2 separate regions of the Pan troglodytes genome follow, and region 2 is linked to region 1. A link is a contact called in public Hi-C data. All regions are on one chromosome and are shown on one strand. The core of a region is the stretch at or near the end of the contact, and the rest is flanking DNA. Distances in the headings are between cores, read along the strand shown.

Evidence for each region. A called contact is a pair of places that touch in the nucleus more often than the background predicts.
Region 2: a Hi-C map of stem cell-derived neural progenitor cells shows a contact between it and region 1, with 5 times the contacts expected there. The contact joins the enhancer-like site here to the promoter of PLPP5 in region 1. A contact is called at or near these places in 1 of 7 Hi-C or Micro-C datasets (stem cell-derived neural progenitor cells) and 1 of 1 datasets of contacts at active chromatin or transcription factors (stem cell-derived excitatory neurons).

The regions. Positions count from the first base shown.
Region 1 is chr7:46,667,491-46,674,606 of NHGRI_mPanTro3-v2.0_pri, reverse strand. PLPP5 (phospholipid phosphatase 5) reads left to right here and starts at 4,162. Exons shown (of 7, transcript XM_519712.9): 1 at 4,162-4,741; 2 at 4,877-4,985; 3 at 5,425-5,515; 4 at 5,926-5,989; 5 at 6,499-6,623. The coding sequence starts at 4,521. NSD3 (nuclear receptor binding SET domain protein 3) reads left to right here. Exons shown (of 24, transcript XM_519713.8): 24 at 1-4,167. DDHD2 (DDHD domain containing 2) reads right to left here. Exons shown (of 17, transcript XM_063817021.1): 17 at 6,078-6,273.
Region 2 is chr7:47,108,804-47,115,919 of NHGRI_mPanTro3-v2.0_pri, reverse strand. No RefSeq gene overlaps it. Among named protein-coding and RNA genes, the nearest start is that of TACC1, 15 kb to the left of the region's middle. Within about 2 kb of position 4,034, at least 5 of the 24 cell types and tissues checked have an H3K27ac peak or open chromatin away from gene starts, as enhancers often do. A contact at or near this core is called in stem cell-derived neural progenitor cells, where this site is marked.

The sequences.
Region 1 (7,116 bases), core at 2,913-5,412:
TTTGCCTGACTCCAGCAATTAATTCTGCGGTGACTCATTGGGCTTCCAGTACTTCTGTTGATTAGATATGGTCCCAAAAGAAAGAGCAAAATGGAAAATGCGATCCATGTCACCAAATATAATTGCTACAAGTAACATGAAATACAGCTCACCAAAACACTAAACTTTGCTCTTGAGCAATTATATAGTTTGATGTCCTTTTAAAAAATAAGAAAAGCTAGGTTTTATCATACTAAAATTTTATTTTGTATATGATGTTTGGTTTTTTAAACTTACTAACATAAGGATTTCCTTTAATATTCCAAATACAGTTCTTGTTGAAACAGTATCCAACATGAAATCTTATCTCCTTGCTTTTAGACTTAGTGCTATTTACTATCTAAAGACTTTTCTATGGTAAGCCAGGGTACATCCTATATACTACAGATACCTTAGGTTTCAGTATTTTTATGCAGCTTCTTCATTGTGTCACATTTTGTTTTCATATCTGTAACAGAGCTCTGCTGAAATTTAAAAAAAATTATGATTAATAGGATTGTTTCACCATTTCAGAAATCAGAGTAGAAAACAAAATAGCTGCCAGGTGCAGTGGCTCACACCTGTAATCCCAGCACTTTGGGAGGCCGAGGTGGGCAGATCATGAGGTCAGGAGTTTGAGACCAGCCTGACCAACATGGTGAAACCCTGTCTCTGCTAAAAATACAAAAAGGAGCCGGGCATGGTGGCACATGCCTGTAGTCCCAGTTTCTCAGGAGGCAGCGGTTGCAGTGAGCCAAGATCACACCACTGCACTCCAGCCTGGGTGACAGAGCGAGACTCCATCTCAAAAAAAAAAAGGTAACCATAGTTCTGAAGTCTTTGGCCATGAATGTTCTTTAATGGTCTAAAAAGCGGTTTTAGTCATGCTGGTGCCAAGGAGTTCTCCTCACACCTCCATAGCGTCAATGTTGACCTATTTTATTTATTTTTAAGTTGCAGATTATAGATGCAGAAAGAGAAAATTGTCCTTTATGTGTGCATGAGTATACATGCACTGTGCCTGTGATACACCAATGAAATATTCCAAAAGACATTGCTCACTCATAGTCTGAAGTTGGTATTTGTTAACTTTTAAATCTATATGTGGTCAGAGTGTAAGTGGCTGGTTTTTACTCTTGTCTAACAATGAAATAACTTAAAGCAGCATGGGCTAATGGTGGTATTTTTTTTAACCACATGTTAATTTGTTGAAGGAAGAAGTGAACATAAGATTTTTGATAATCAGCCTAAAGCTTCAGAAACTGGATCAGTAAGAGCTAAAGATGAAATCCTGGGAAACTTTCCCAGGCACTGTGCAGGGGAGGGAGGGGCTGGACCGCCACTGCTGCGAGGGAAGAATCAGAAGAGCTGCCTGTGGCTGGCTGAGAAGGGCAAGGTGGATGGCTCTTCATTCCTGGAAGGCTGAAGCAGCCAGAGGCAGTGATTCACCTCTTTAATGTCTAATCAGGGAGAGATACAGGAGTGAGGTGGGTTTTATTTTCATTTTTGTTTTAACAAGTTCCCACTCTATCTTAATTCTCAAAAATGATCTGGCCTCATCTATAGAACTGGCTGAGTTGGGGAATCATTTAAAATTTGGAATTTTCTGTACAAGTCAAGAACATATGTGAAAGCTAAAAAAGTAATGGAGGCAGGGGGACTGCTCCCAGCTCCCTTCTGCCATTTACACAAAATATTTGAAAACATGTCTGTAAATAACGTTGTAGAACTGAGATATTGAGTATCTAATCATGTAAAGGACCCTCAGATGGGACAGGCTGTTGGACAACTTTCCTGGTTCATGAAGTGGAATTTCCTTTTCGAGTAGTTTCTTGCATGGTGTATTCCAATAGGTCAAACCCAGACCTACAGTTTGCAAACAGGCCATCTGTAGAGAATACAATCTCTGGACTGCCCAGGACTTGTTGCTTGTCTTTCATTTCATTTTAAATACAAAGCTCTTCCTTTAGCATTCACCTTGAAGTCAAGGTGTTGGCTGCCACATGCCGTGTCCTCTTAACAAGTTAAGAAAACAGTGGCTATGGAGCCCTCACGGCTGGGAAGCTGACATTCTATACTTCCACATGAGAAAAAGGACATTGGAAATTGCTTTATTTCTGGGCAGCGTAGACTAAAGTTACTTTTCACAAGGCTGATGCATCCAGCCACCCCCAGTTGTCCAAGTTGGTGCAGACATGAATTGATGAATGGAAACACTTTCCTTTGGCCTAGGGCCACCTAGAATTGGTCTCTGGTTATTTGTAAAACAAAAAGTAGAACTTGCTTCCATTTTCAGATGGACTAGGGAATACTATAATTAGACAGCTTTGCAATGAATTAACAAATACTGAAAAGTTGGAAATGTGTATATACTGAAATCTCACCAACTTTTACCTGGGGTGGGGTACCAGGAGAAAGGGAACCCCCTTTCTCCTGGTAAAGGGTAAGGGGGGGGATAATGTTTACCACAGGTACGAAATAGTCACTTTAACATTGAGACCTCTGCCTCATTGAATTCAGGTTTTTTAAGTACTTGAAACTCTTCAGATTCTCCTTATTTTAGTTTCTTTTTACATTTATGAAGTAGAAAGCATTGTTTTGTAAACTGTTTTGAAAATAAATAGCCTAGTCTCTTATCCTCTTTAGCGTGGATTAAAGGTGAAGTTCTGCAAATGGGAGAGTGTTCACAGTAGATAGCTCAGATTGATTGAACACATTTGAGGAAGAGACTCCTGCATGAGATACCAGCATTTTTACAAATACTTTTTATGTACGTTCTTTATTTTGTCATTTTGTCAACCCTCTCCCCAAGCACATCTTCTTTCCTTTTACTATGTCTATGTAGGGAAAAAACAAAACAAAAAATTGCACTTACGTTACACTCCCAAAATGTGGGTAATCCGTGTCTTTCAAAAAACATTTCTGTTTTTTGTTTTGGTCAGTCCATTGCATAAGTGACAAGTTTGGGTGCTTGTGGCACGTATGTATGAAGCGGGAGGGGGATGAGAATTGCCTGTCCTTCAGTAGGCTGTAAAAGTAATTTACATGTAAGTAAAAAGGGAAAATAGAATAGATGCCAAAGTCATTTATTCAGTCCTTAGTTTTCTTATGTGGCATTACTGCATCTGCTAGTTAGTGAGAAAGCACCCTCAGCTTTTACTGCTCCCCTCCCTGCCTGCCAACACACTTGATGTGTGCAAACAGCCCTCAAGTATCTGTCAGATGACCTATATAAGGTATTGAATAAGGTATTCTTGTCAGTTTAGAAATGGACTGGATAAAACTTACTTGGTTGTCATTATTTTATCTCATTTGTCCTGTTACATGCCCTATGTTAAGAAAATTATATTGCCACTAATAACCAAGATGCTAAATGAGTATTACAACTGGCTAATATCATTTTTTATATACAAGGGTATGTGTATATTTGGAATTGATATGAGAAACTCATTTGTACCCATTTGAGTGATATTGCACAACAAACACAGATACCTACAGACTCCGTTTTCATTTTCTCGTGTTCTTTATGATAATGATCTTTGTAGATTGGTTATTTCTGTACTTTATCTGTAATAAACTTTGTAGATCCTGTGAACCGTTACTTTGCCTAAATCACTTGAGACTTGAGTCTTTAATAACAAAGCATCAATATTCACTAAAGTCAATCTCTTTTGAGTTTCTGTGACTTGGCTAGAAGCTCTTGACACTAAGGGATTAGTGTTAATTTTCCCTGGGGGTGTTCCACTAGGGCATTACTGTATAATGACTTGATGTTGCCACATAGACTTCAAGATATATAATATTTTGAGGATTTTGTTGATTGGCCTATGTTTTATTGCATAGTGTGAAACGTGTAAAGCTTGGTTAACCTGTATATAGATAGCTTATTGTTGACTAGTTATAGTGTATTTAGGGTTGCCTGTAATATTTAAGCTTCTTTACTGATGTGTGTGCTGGTAGGAACATATAATTTTTGTACATTATATTTACTGAGATGTTGCCTTTTTTATTTTACAAATACTTTGGAATTCCAATGTGTTTTTTGCTTCCGTGAGGATTAATTTGGAAAGGTTTTTAATGACATTCCACTGATTTCAGATTTTGCTTGAGATTGACTTCAATAAATTGTCCTGTATGTTCCAAATTAAATATGTGGGCTTGTTCTTTGCCAATAATTTTTTGCTACAACAAACACTCTGGGCAGGAGGCCATCCTGGGTGGGAGGACTAAATGACACAATCCAGCCAACCTCAGGTAGTGTGGCTTCCTGCAGAATGCGGCTGTGTTGCTAAGGAACGAGGATCTGAGAGCGGGCTGTTTGGTTTTCCATTTAGAGGCGAGGTCCCGGGAGAAGGCTGCTCCCCGCGGTGGTGTGGTTGGGCCGTGGAGACGAGCTGCTGATGGACCGTACGCCGACCTACTCGGCTGGAACTGGGGCGCTGGCTCCCTGCTGAACGCACCAGAGGGCAGCTCCGCTGGCTTTGCGTACCCTTTGCCAGACGATGCCCTCGGCACAGCCCCCAGGCCGTCTTCCTGGGGAGCCGCCGGAGCGCGGGCAACTGGGAGAGGGGGCGGTGCCCAGTTCCCGGCCCGGCCCTCCCCGCGGAGGTGGCCACGTCAGCGCAGCGTCGCTCGGGGCTCGCGGCCGGATGGGGAAGGCGGCGGCGGCGGTGGCCTTTGGGGCCGAAGTGGGCGTGCGGCTCGCGCTGTTCGCGGCCTTCCTGTAAGAAAGATCCACGGCCGGGCCCGGGCGGCCCCGCTTCCCAGGCAGGCGGGCGGCACGGGGCGGCGGGTCGGGCAGTGGGGAAGCGGGGAGGAAGCCAGGCGACCTGCTCTGCGCTTCTTTGTTCCCCTCTAGGGTGACGGAGCTGCTCCCCCCGTTCCAGAGACTCATCCAGCCGGAGGAGATGTGGCTCTACCGGAACCCCTACGTGGAGGCGGAGTATTTCCCCACCAAGCCGATGTTTGTGCGTGGAGAAAGATCGTCTCTCCTCCCTCCCCATGACCGGGCTTCCCGCGGGCACCTGTGCGTTTTCCACCCCGAGACAGCCTTTGTAGGGACCCACTGCCCACTCCGCTGCTGTGCGCTGGGTTCCGCCTCCTAGGGCTCGAGTGTTTGTTTAAGATCCTGATTGATTGATTGATTGAGAGAGGAGGGTGTCCGAGCCTCTTTGGGCTGAGACAACGTTTTCCCGGGCGCTCTGTGCCTCAGCCTGAGGTACCGGGGCCCGAGCCGCACGGGCGCTGCTGTTCACTGGTGGCGCTGCCTGGCGCCCGGTTACGCGCACTCAGAGACCTTATGTTAGCGCCAGTGAGTCCTGCTGTGTCACATCCCTCTTTCCTGTAGGAGCACGAGTGTGGCTTTTTTTTTTATTATTGTTTTTAACCTCTGACATTCTGATTCAGGTTATTGCATTTCTCTCTCCACTGTCTCTGATCTTCCTGGCCAAATTTCTCAAGAAGGCAGACACAAGAGACAGCAGACAAGCCTGCCTGGGTGAGCGCTAGCCCTTTCTGGCCGGTTTCTTCGTGCTGGGAACCTAGGAGGTCGTTGTGGGATTCAGCCACGGTGAGCCTGTGTGGAGGCCACTGAGTTCTGCATTCCTAAAGGAACTCTATCCCCGCGGGAGAGGAAAATAGCACTGCAGGGACTTGGTTACGCAGGCTACACCGCAGGCAGCCCTGTGCCTAAATGCACTGGGTTATTTGTACCTCAGAAATGTCTTTGGCCTAGTACAAAAGTTCTCGGCTACAAAAGAGTGATCACTGAGGACCCTAATTATTTTTGTGCCCAGGCCTGGTTGGATTCTATCCATCTCAGAAACAGCACGGCTGCTCTCATAACGAGGCCATGACCATACCTTTCCTCCTAGACAGATCCTTTTAACTAATGGCTTTGCTTTGCAGCTGCCAGCCTTGCCCTGGCTCTGAATGGCGTCTTTACCAACACAATAAAACTGATCGTAGGGAGGTAAGTGACAACAGCTAACCACCCCAGCATCTGCCTCAGCCCTTACCCACCAGAACAGAGAGGTTAATGGTGTCCACCACACGTCTTTCTCATTCTTTTCTCCTTTATCTTCACTCTGATTTTTCTTTTGTCATTCAACGCTTACTCCCTTCCCCATACCTCAGTCCTCCAGGTGACACCTGGGCTCTTTTCTGCCTGAACAGCATTTCCCACCAACGGCCACAGCAGTCGGTCAGTGTCCTCTTGAGCACCTCCTGAAGCTGCAGTGTCATTTGCTGTTTGCCCTAAAAAGTAATCATGTGCTGGAGTGGGCGTTTTTCCCCTAATTTAAATGCTGACCTTGAAAGTAAGGCTTTTCTCTTAGTGTGGTGACTATACTAATCCAGTTACCTTATTTTGCCTGGGGCACTATTTGACCAATAATTAACAGGATTATTAATGTCTGCTACAACTGAAAAATAATTTCTGGAGTTAATGACTTACGTTCCAACCATGCTGCTTTCTTCCAGGCCACGCCCAGATTTCTTCTACCGCTGCTTCCCTGATGGGCTAGCCCATTCTGACTTGATGTGTACAGGGGATAAGGACGTGGTGAATGAGGGCCGAAAGAGCTTCCCCAGTGGACATTCTTCCTGTATGAATATCATATGGACTCTACCCTATGCTTGTTTTCACATCATTGAATTTAACCTAGAAATCTAGTAGGGATGGGAAAATCTGACTACTCTTGTTTCTACAATTTGGAAAATCCCCCCTTCTTTAGTAACTCCACAGTTTAACAAGTCTGAGCCTTGACTATTTGGGTAAATATTACAGAACAGAAAGGTAGTTTACCTTCATGAGATTTACACATTTAATTGTTATATTATTTGCCTAGATCCTGCAATCTTGTACTAGCAGTAAAAATAACCTTTAACGAAGAGTTTCTATGTGTCAGGTACTTTGAAGCATTTTCATTTCTTACCTAATTATAGCTCACAATAATCCAATGAGGTGGGGACTATTGTATTTATGAGTCCCATTTATAGATGAGGAAACTAAAGCATCAACAAGTTAATACATATAGCTAGTATACCGAAAACTATACTCAGATAAAACATTAACTTTGGGGCACTAAGTCCTTCATT
Region 2 (7,116 bases), core at 2,785-5,284, 440 kb before region 1:
AATTCAATCCTCTCTTCCTTCAAATATGTCCCCTATCTGCCCGCATATCATCACCGCCACTGCTAAAACTCAGGTGAAAGTCATGTCATCATGTCAGAGCGAATGCAACAGCCCCCTCCCTTGTTCTCTTGCATCTACTCTTGTTCCCCTAAAGACCATTCTCTAGAGAGCAGACAGGACCATCATCTCCCGTTGAAAACCCTCCAATCAGTTTCCATTGCTAGTCCAGTGAGATCCAAACTCCTTACCACATTGGCACGGCCCCTGCTTACCTCTCAACCTCTGTCCAAGGCCCAGGCACTCTGGCCTTTCTGTCCCTCACACAGGCCAAGCATTTTGCTCTTTCATGGCTTAGAACGTGTTATTACCTTTTTCTCCAGATCTTCATACACACCCCAACCTCTAACACTAGTGGGGTCCAGGAACAAGGGCTGGAATGGAAACCCATAAACCATATCTCCAAGTATTTAAAAGTTATAGATCACTCTAAAACCTATCACATAAAACATGTTCCAGCCTCTTAACATGTCAAATGCCTTCATAATGACAAAATTGAAAAATATGTGTAAACACATGGTTTTGATGACTGCAAGTTAGCAAAATACAAAAGAAAATTAAATTTATTACTGTGCATATTTAACTGTTCTGTTGACTGGTTGGTGATATTTGAATGAGTAATAAAAATAGAGACATATGTATTATCTATGACTTATATGTTTATTCCACAAAGTTTATTTTTTTGTTTCATTTCGATGTAATCACTAATATAATCATTTTCAAATAATTGTGTTATATTGAGATGAATGATATAAAATATTTTTTAAAATGTTATTGTCCTCAAAGTGTAAAAAATTAAAATATATTATCATTAAAATATAACTGAAAGTAAATATTTGAAAATTAAAATAGTTTTCATATATCATTTCAAAAAAGTTATTTTTCTCAGGTATTCAACATTATTTATAATTAAACAAATATGTGTTCTAATTAGTGAATATGAAAAGTTTAAATTACAATTATTTAAATAAAGCTGAAAAATTCTTTTGGAAAATCTAGCTAAATTATATTAGATATTCTTACTATTTAAAAAAATTCTCAGGCTGAGCATGGTGACTCACACCTGTAATCCTAGCACTTTGGGAAGCCGAGGCAGGAGGATCACTTGAGCCCAAAAGTTTGAGACCAGCCTGGGCAACATAGTGAGACTCTGTCTCCACAAAAAAATTAAAAAGTAACTAGGTGTGGTGGCGCATGCCTGTGGTCCCAGCTACTGGGGAGGCTGAGGCAGGAGGATTACTGGAGCCCAGGAGGTCAAGGCTGCAGTGAGTCATGATTGTGCCATTGCACTCCAGCATGGGCAACATAAGGAGACCCTGTCTCAAAACAAACAAAAGAGAAAACGTGTCTCAATTTTGGTGTTCAGTGCTGTCAAGGTAAATAATTGGTATGCTTTGAGCATCTTACATCTAAACCAACATACATACACATTTAAGAGAAATGCGAATTACTTGACATTGCAAATGTTCCTCATCCATCATGTGTAAACATCCTAAATACCTCTTTAATCCATGAGCATCTCCAGAACACAAAGAGAAGAAAAAGACAGATTCTCAGAACTCTGGGAAACAATTCTTCTTTATGCAATAATCTAGTGCTCTGATGCTGTTTTGAGAAAGGTTTGAACAAATTAGTTAATTTGTCCTTTCTCTCACCTAAGCACTTTCGCCACACAAATTCTCTCCGGCACCACCCACAACCTTGACGGCATTAGGACGAGGTGGTGGAGAAGCGTTTCCCTGGAGTCTGAACCGTGTTAAATAATCAGAGTGGTTGGGGTCCTCCAAATCCCCAGGCCCAGGACAGGGGCCCCTATTGCCCTGTTCCAAGGGTAGTTCCTTCTTTCATGCCTCCTGGGTACCTCCTTATAGAAAGGCCTTCTCTGGCCACCCTGAATAACTGATGTGGCATCCATACTGCACCACCCCAACCATTCTGTGTCCCCTTGTCCCGTATGATCTTTTCATAGCAATTTACACCATCTGAAATCACACCTTTCTCTGCCCACCATGGACCTCGTCATGTGCATAAGCCCTCAATGCCTATTTGTTAATGATTGGACATCTCTGACCATCAGATTCCAGAGGTGCCTCAGCAATGGACATTTATTTGTGCGATGGTTTAATACACAGTGTCTCCTCATCCATGCTTTCGTGAGATTCCCATGACCTGTGAAGAACAAAGGGCACGCCTGGGGCTCAGAGAAGTTACGAGGTTTGCCACTGTGAGCAAATGGTAGAGCTAAAGCTAACCATACAATTAGGACTCTTTCCCCTAGACCCCTAGAGTGAAGAAGGAGCCTTGAGGGTTTATGGTGCAGCCTCAAAACACACACCCGTGGTGAGCGGCCGCACACAATTCTGCCCCTAGAGGGCAGTGGCTGCACACACATGGACATCGGACGCATTTGGACCACTAGCTGGTTAGTGATGGGTGTCCACGTCTTCACCTAGTTTTTTGTTTTTGTTTGTTTTGTTTTGTTTTTTGAGATGGAATCTCGCTCTGTTGCCCAGGCTGGAGTGCCGTGGCACAATCTCAGCTCACTGCAACCTCCGCCTCCAGGGTTCAAGTGATTCTCCTGCCTCAGCCTCTCAAGTAGCTGGGACTACAGGTGTGTGCCACCATGCCCAGCTAATTTTTTGTATTTTTAGTAGAGGCGGGGTTTCACCATATTAGCCAGGATGGTCTCGATCTCCTGACCTCGTGATCCGCCTGGCTCAGCCTCCCAAAGTGCTGGGATTACCGGCGTGAGCCACTGCACCCAGCCAACTTCACCTAGATTTTAGAAGACGGAGACATCCTGATCATACCAAGACAAGAATACAGTTCCATAGACCTTACTGGCCTAGTGTGTTTCCAGGAAGTCTGGAACTTCCTGGGTGGACCTCCTGCCTTTACCACGACTTCTTCCAAGGAGAAAGCTAGAACTCAAGCCCAGTTCAACTCTGTGTTTTCCTTTCTGCCCTTGGATACCTTCCTACCAGTCTTGCTCAATTTGGGCACTCCTGACATTTTGGACTGGAAATTTTTGTTACTGTGGGGGGCTGTCCTGTGCATTGTGAGGGGCTGTCCAGAATCCCTGGCCTCTACACCAAATTGCTAGCAGTCCTCACTCCCCGTCTCAGTTGTGACAACAGAAAATGTCTACAAACATTGCCAAATGTTTGGGGGAGGTAGAAGGAGAAGGTAACAACATTGGCCTGGTTTGAGAGCCACTAAACCAAACCAGCCATGGAATAGATGCCGTGGAGTCTAGCCGTGAACTGTTGTCCAGGAGGCGGCTGGGGAGGAATTCACAAATGTTCCCAGCACATGATCTGGCAATTTCTGTGTAAACTTTTCTTCCAGTGATATTTAATTTTTTTTATCATCTCCAAATGGTAATTGTTTGCAAATTAAGTGGTGTTTATCCTCCTGGCTATGAACTCTAAACAGAGTGCAGGAGCTTTTTTGTTTTGTTTTCTTTTGGTGTGTATGTGTGTGTTTTCTGGTCTGCACGGTTCTCAGTCCCTCAGAACCATTTATTTCCTTTTATTGTTGTTTTCCTCACTTGGCTTCCCCCCTCCACCAGACAGGCTTAATAACTGGCAATCATCACATCGCAGGGCAAAGCAGTCGGCAGCCACCCCCGCAACGGAGGAATCAGAGCCTGAATGCTCTGGAACTATTGCCTCTTTTGTTTTTCCAGGCAGACTCCAGTTTTGTCTCTTGACTATCCCTGAATAAAGAGAATCTTAAAACATCATGTGGCTGCAAATGGCTTCACATAAGCTGGAAGGAGCAATAAACAGGAAGTCCACAGCAAAGGAGAAATAAAAATGATCAGTCAATTAGGCTGTGAGAATGACTTCACTGAGCGCCCCCCCACCTCCACCTCCAAGGCATCTTTGGAGGAAACTGGGCTGCATTAATCAGGCCTGGGCAGGCAGGCCCCAGAGCAGAGCTGCCAGGAGGGAAGGCCTGCAGTGAGCCAGCGATGGGGAGTGAGTGCCACACCACTTCCAGAGCCAAAGATCTGCCAGGAGGGGCAGGACAATGTGGCCCACATGCGGTGAGCAAATCATCCAGCCAAGTTGCAAAACTTCCATGACACTCTTTTATCCTGTCCTGGGGTGGGATGAGAGGCCCCACGATGAGGAATGAACACAATTGCCCCGGTGCTGCAGCCCACACCTGGCTGCTCTGGTGACACTCTGGACTCTCACATTCAGACAGGACCCCCCACAGTGTTCTTGAGCCATCTCGGCCCCGAAAGTCCCATGTCTAGGGAACTTGCTGCCCTTCCCAGCCACCACCAGTGCCTATGGCTTACATGCCCAGGTATCCTGACCCAGCGATGCCCCTCCAGAGCAGGAATCATCACCACGATAAGTTAGGCCCGGCTCCACCCTACCCAGGAGGCCTTCCTGAAAACAGCATCACAGAGAATTCGGAGGACGTCATAGCTACTGCTTTGATGTCGGGCTTAAAGAGAAAGCATGCCTCCTAAAGCAGAGAGAGAGGAGAGAAAGAGATAATCAGCCTCTCGGTGTCTCATTTCATGAAGAGGGTCAGATTGTACAAACGGGGAGTTAAATAAAAAAGGATGTAGGAGGAGGTTCAAACTAATTTGAGGTCAGAAAAGTGAGAAACATATTTTTAGTTTCTAAGACCACCTAAAGAAGGCAGGGTAGTCCAGGCATGGTGGCTCACTCCTGTAATCCCAGCACTTGGGGAGGTGGAGGCGGGAGGATTGCCTGAGCTCAGGAGTTTGAGACCAGCCTGGGCAACAAGGTGGAACCACATCTCTAAAAAAAAAAAAAAAAAAATAGCCAGGTATGGTGGTGCATGCCTATAGTTCCAGCTACTTGTGGGGCTGAGGCGGGAGGCTCTCTTGAGCCCAGGAGATCAAGGCTGCAGTGAGCCAAGATCATGCCACTGCACTCCAGCCTGGGTGACAGAGCAAGACTGGGTCTCTTAAAAAAAAAAAAAAAAAAGCAGGGTATACCACATGTAGAATATTATGATTTAAAAGTAGTTCCCTCTCCAATCCTAGTTCCTCTAGTCCATCTTATTTTATTTATTTATTTATTTAAGAATGAGTTTCGCTCTTGTTGCCCAGGCTGGAGTACGCAACACCATCTCAGCTCACTGCAACCTCTGCCTTCTGGGTTCAAGCGATTCTCCTGCCTCAGCCTCCCAAGTAGCTGGGACTACAGGCACCCACCACCATGCCTGGCTAATTTTTGCATTTTTAGCAGAGATGGGGTTTCACCATGTTGGTCAGGCTGGTCTCGAACTCTTGACCTCAGGTGATCCACCCACCTCAGCCTCCCAAAGTGCTGGGATTATAGGCGTAAGCCACCACACCTGGACTAGTCCACCTTATTTTATTGTGGCTACGCTGTAAATCCATTCTGGAAGTGGCCAGGGTCATGTCTCTATACTAGGGGTTCAGCTGCGGATAGTGGGGAGCATTTTCAAGGAGGCCTGAGAGAAGGCAGGTGTTATGCATGATGCAAAACAGCAGGGTGATGGCAGAGCTCTGACCTCAATGCTCCTGAACTAGAGGTGGTCGTTAGGACTAGGTTGTTTTCCAACAGCTGACACCCCTGTGATTGGACCAAAGAGTTAGATATTTTAACCCAGTGTGTAAACGTGGTTAATCTCCAGCTTCTGTTTAAGCAATGGCCCATCTTCCTGGAAACATTCCTGCTCTCTGAGCCCTGGGATCTTGGAATAGAACCACTTGCCGGAAGTGGCCATTGCTGCTCCACCACTGTAGAAAAATCTCCTGCCCAGGTGCCCAGGCTTCTCTGTTTTATCAGCTGCTGCAAGATTCTCCATCACCTCCCTAAGCAGACCCAGCAGGAATCCAACCATTGCAAGCCTATCACTTTTCAACAACGTGGACACTTACATGGTAAGACTAGATCCACGTTATGCTGGAGTGAGGAGAGGCTCAGTAAAGCTTCCTATCTCCCAGAGAAGCCATGTGCTGAGAACTGACCCAGCCAGTTGTCCTGGACAGTAAGTGAATCAATCGGTAGAAGCCTCTGCTATGCGCCTGGGCTGTGTGTTCAGTACTGTAGTTTATACGAAAGAAGCCAAGAAAGATGTGGTCCTGCCATCCGTGAAGTTGCACCCTAGTCTAACTCACAAGACTAACGACATGTGGGCTGAGATCATACGATAAGGCCACATGACCATTCTGGCCTTCGGTAAACCCAAGCCTGAACATATATGTAAAGCTATGGTGCTTCATTAAATAATACTGCACATTGTTATTTAACTTTTCTTCTATGTCTTGTACCACCATAAGGTCATAAATTCCTCTAAAGTAGGAAGCACAACTTACCCTTTTTAGGGTCTCATGCATCCCCCCACCCCCTACAGCTTTCAGCACAGGTGCTTGTGATGTTGTTACTGGATGCTCTGGTGAGTATAATTGCGTGAAACACAATAGAATTGCAATAGGAGTTTGTGTACGGGAGTAATCTGGGTGGGCTGGGGTAGTTGGAGAGGGAGGCTTCCCTGGAACTGCAAAGGGCAATTGACAGTAAAAATACCACAGTTTTTTTTTTCTTTTCCTTTTGAAAGTAGTGATTAAAGACAACATTTAAAAAACTGTAAAAGTGTAAATATTCATTATAGAAACATGTCAAATGAAGAAAAATATAAAGAAGGAGATTCAAATCACGGGTAATTTCATTCCCAGACATGAGTGAGCTCACAGAATACATAATTATCAACTGTAACAAGTGCAGTGAAGAAAGAGACCAGCAAGAGAATAAATCTGAGAGACCTGATCTAGAATAGAGGAGGCCTCTCCCAGGATGCAACATTGAAGCTGAGACCTGAAGGATGAGCAGGGTTGAGATGGATGAAGAGAGAGAGAAGCACATAACAGGTGTGTTAAAGGATGCATTTCTTTAAGAAGCTAATTATGCCTGTAATCTCAGCACTTAGGGAGGCCGAGGTGGGCAGATCGCTTGAACCCAGGAGTTTGGGACCAGTCTGGGCAACATGGAGGAACCTCATCTTTACAAACACACACACACACACACACACACACACACA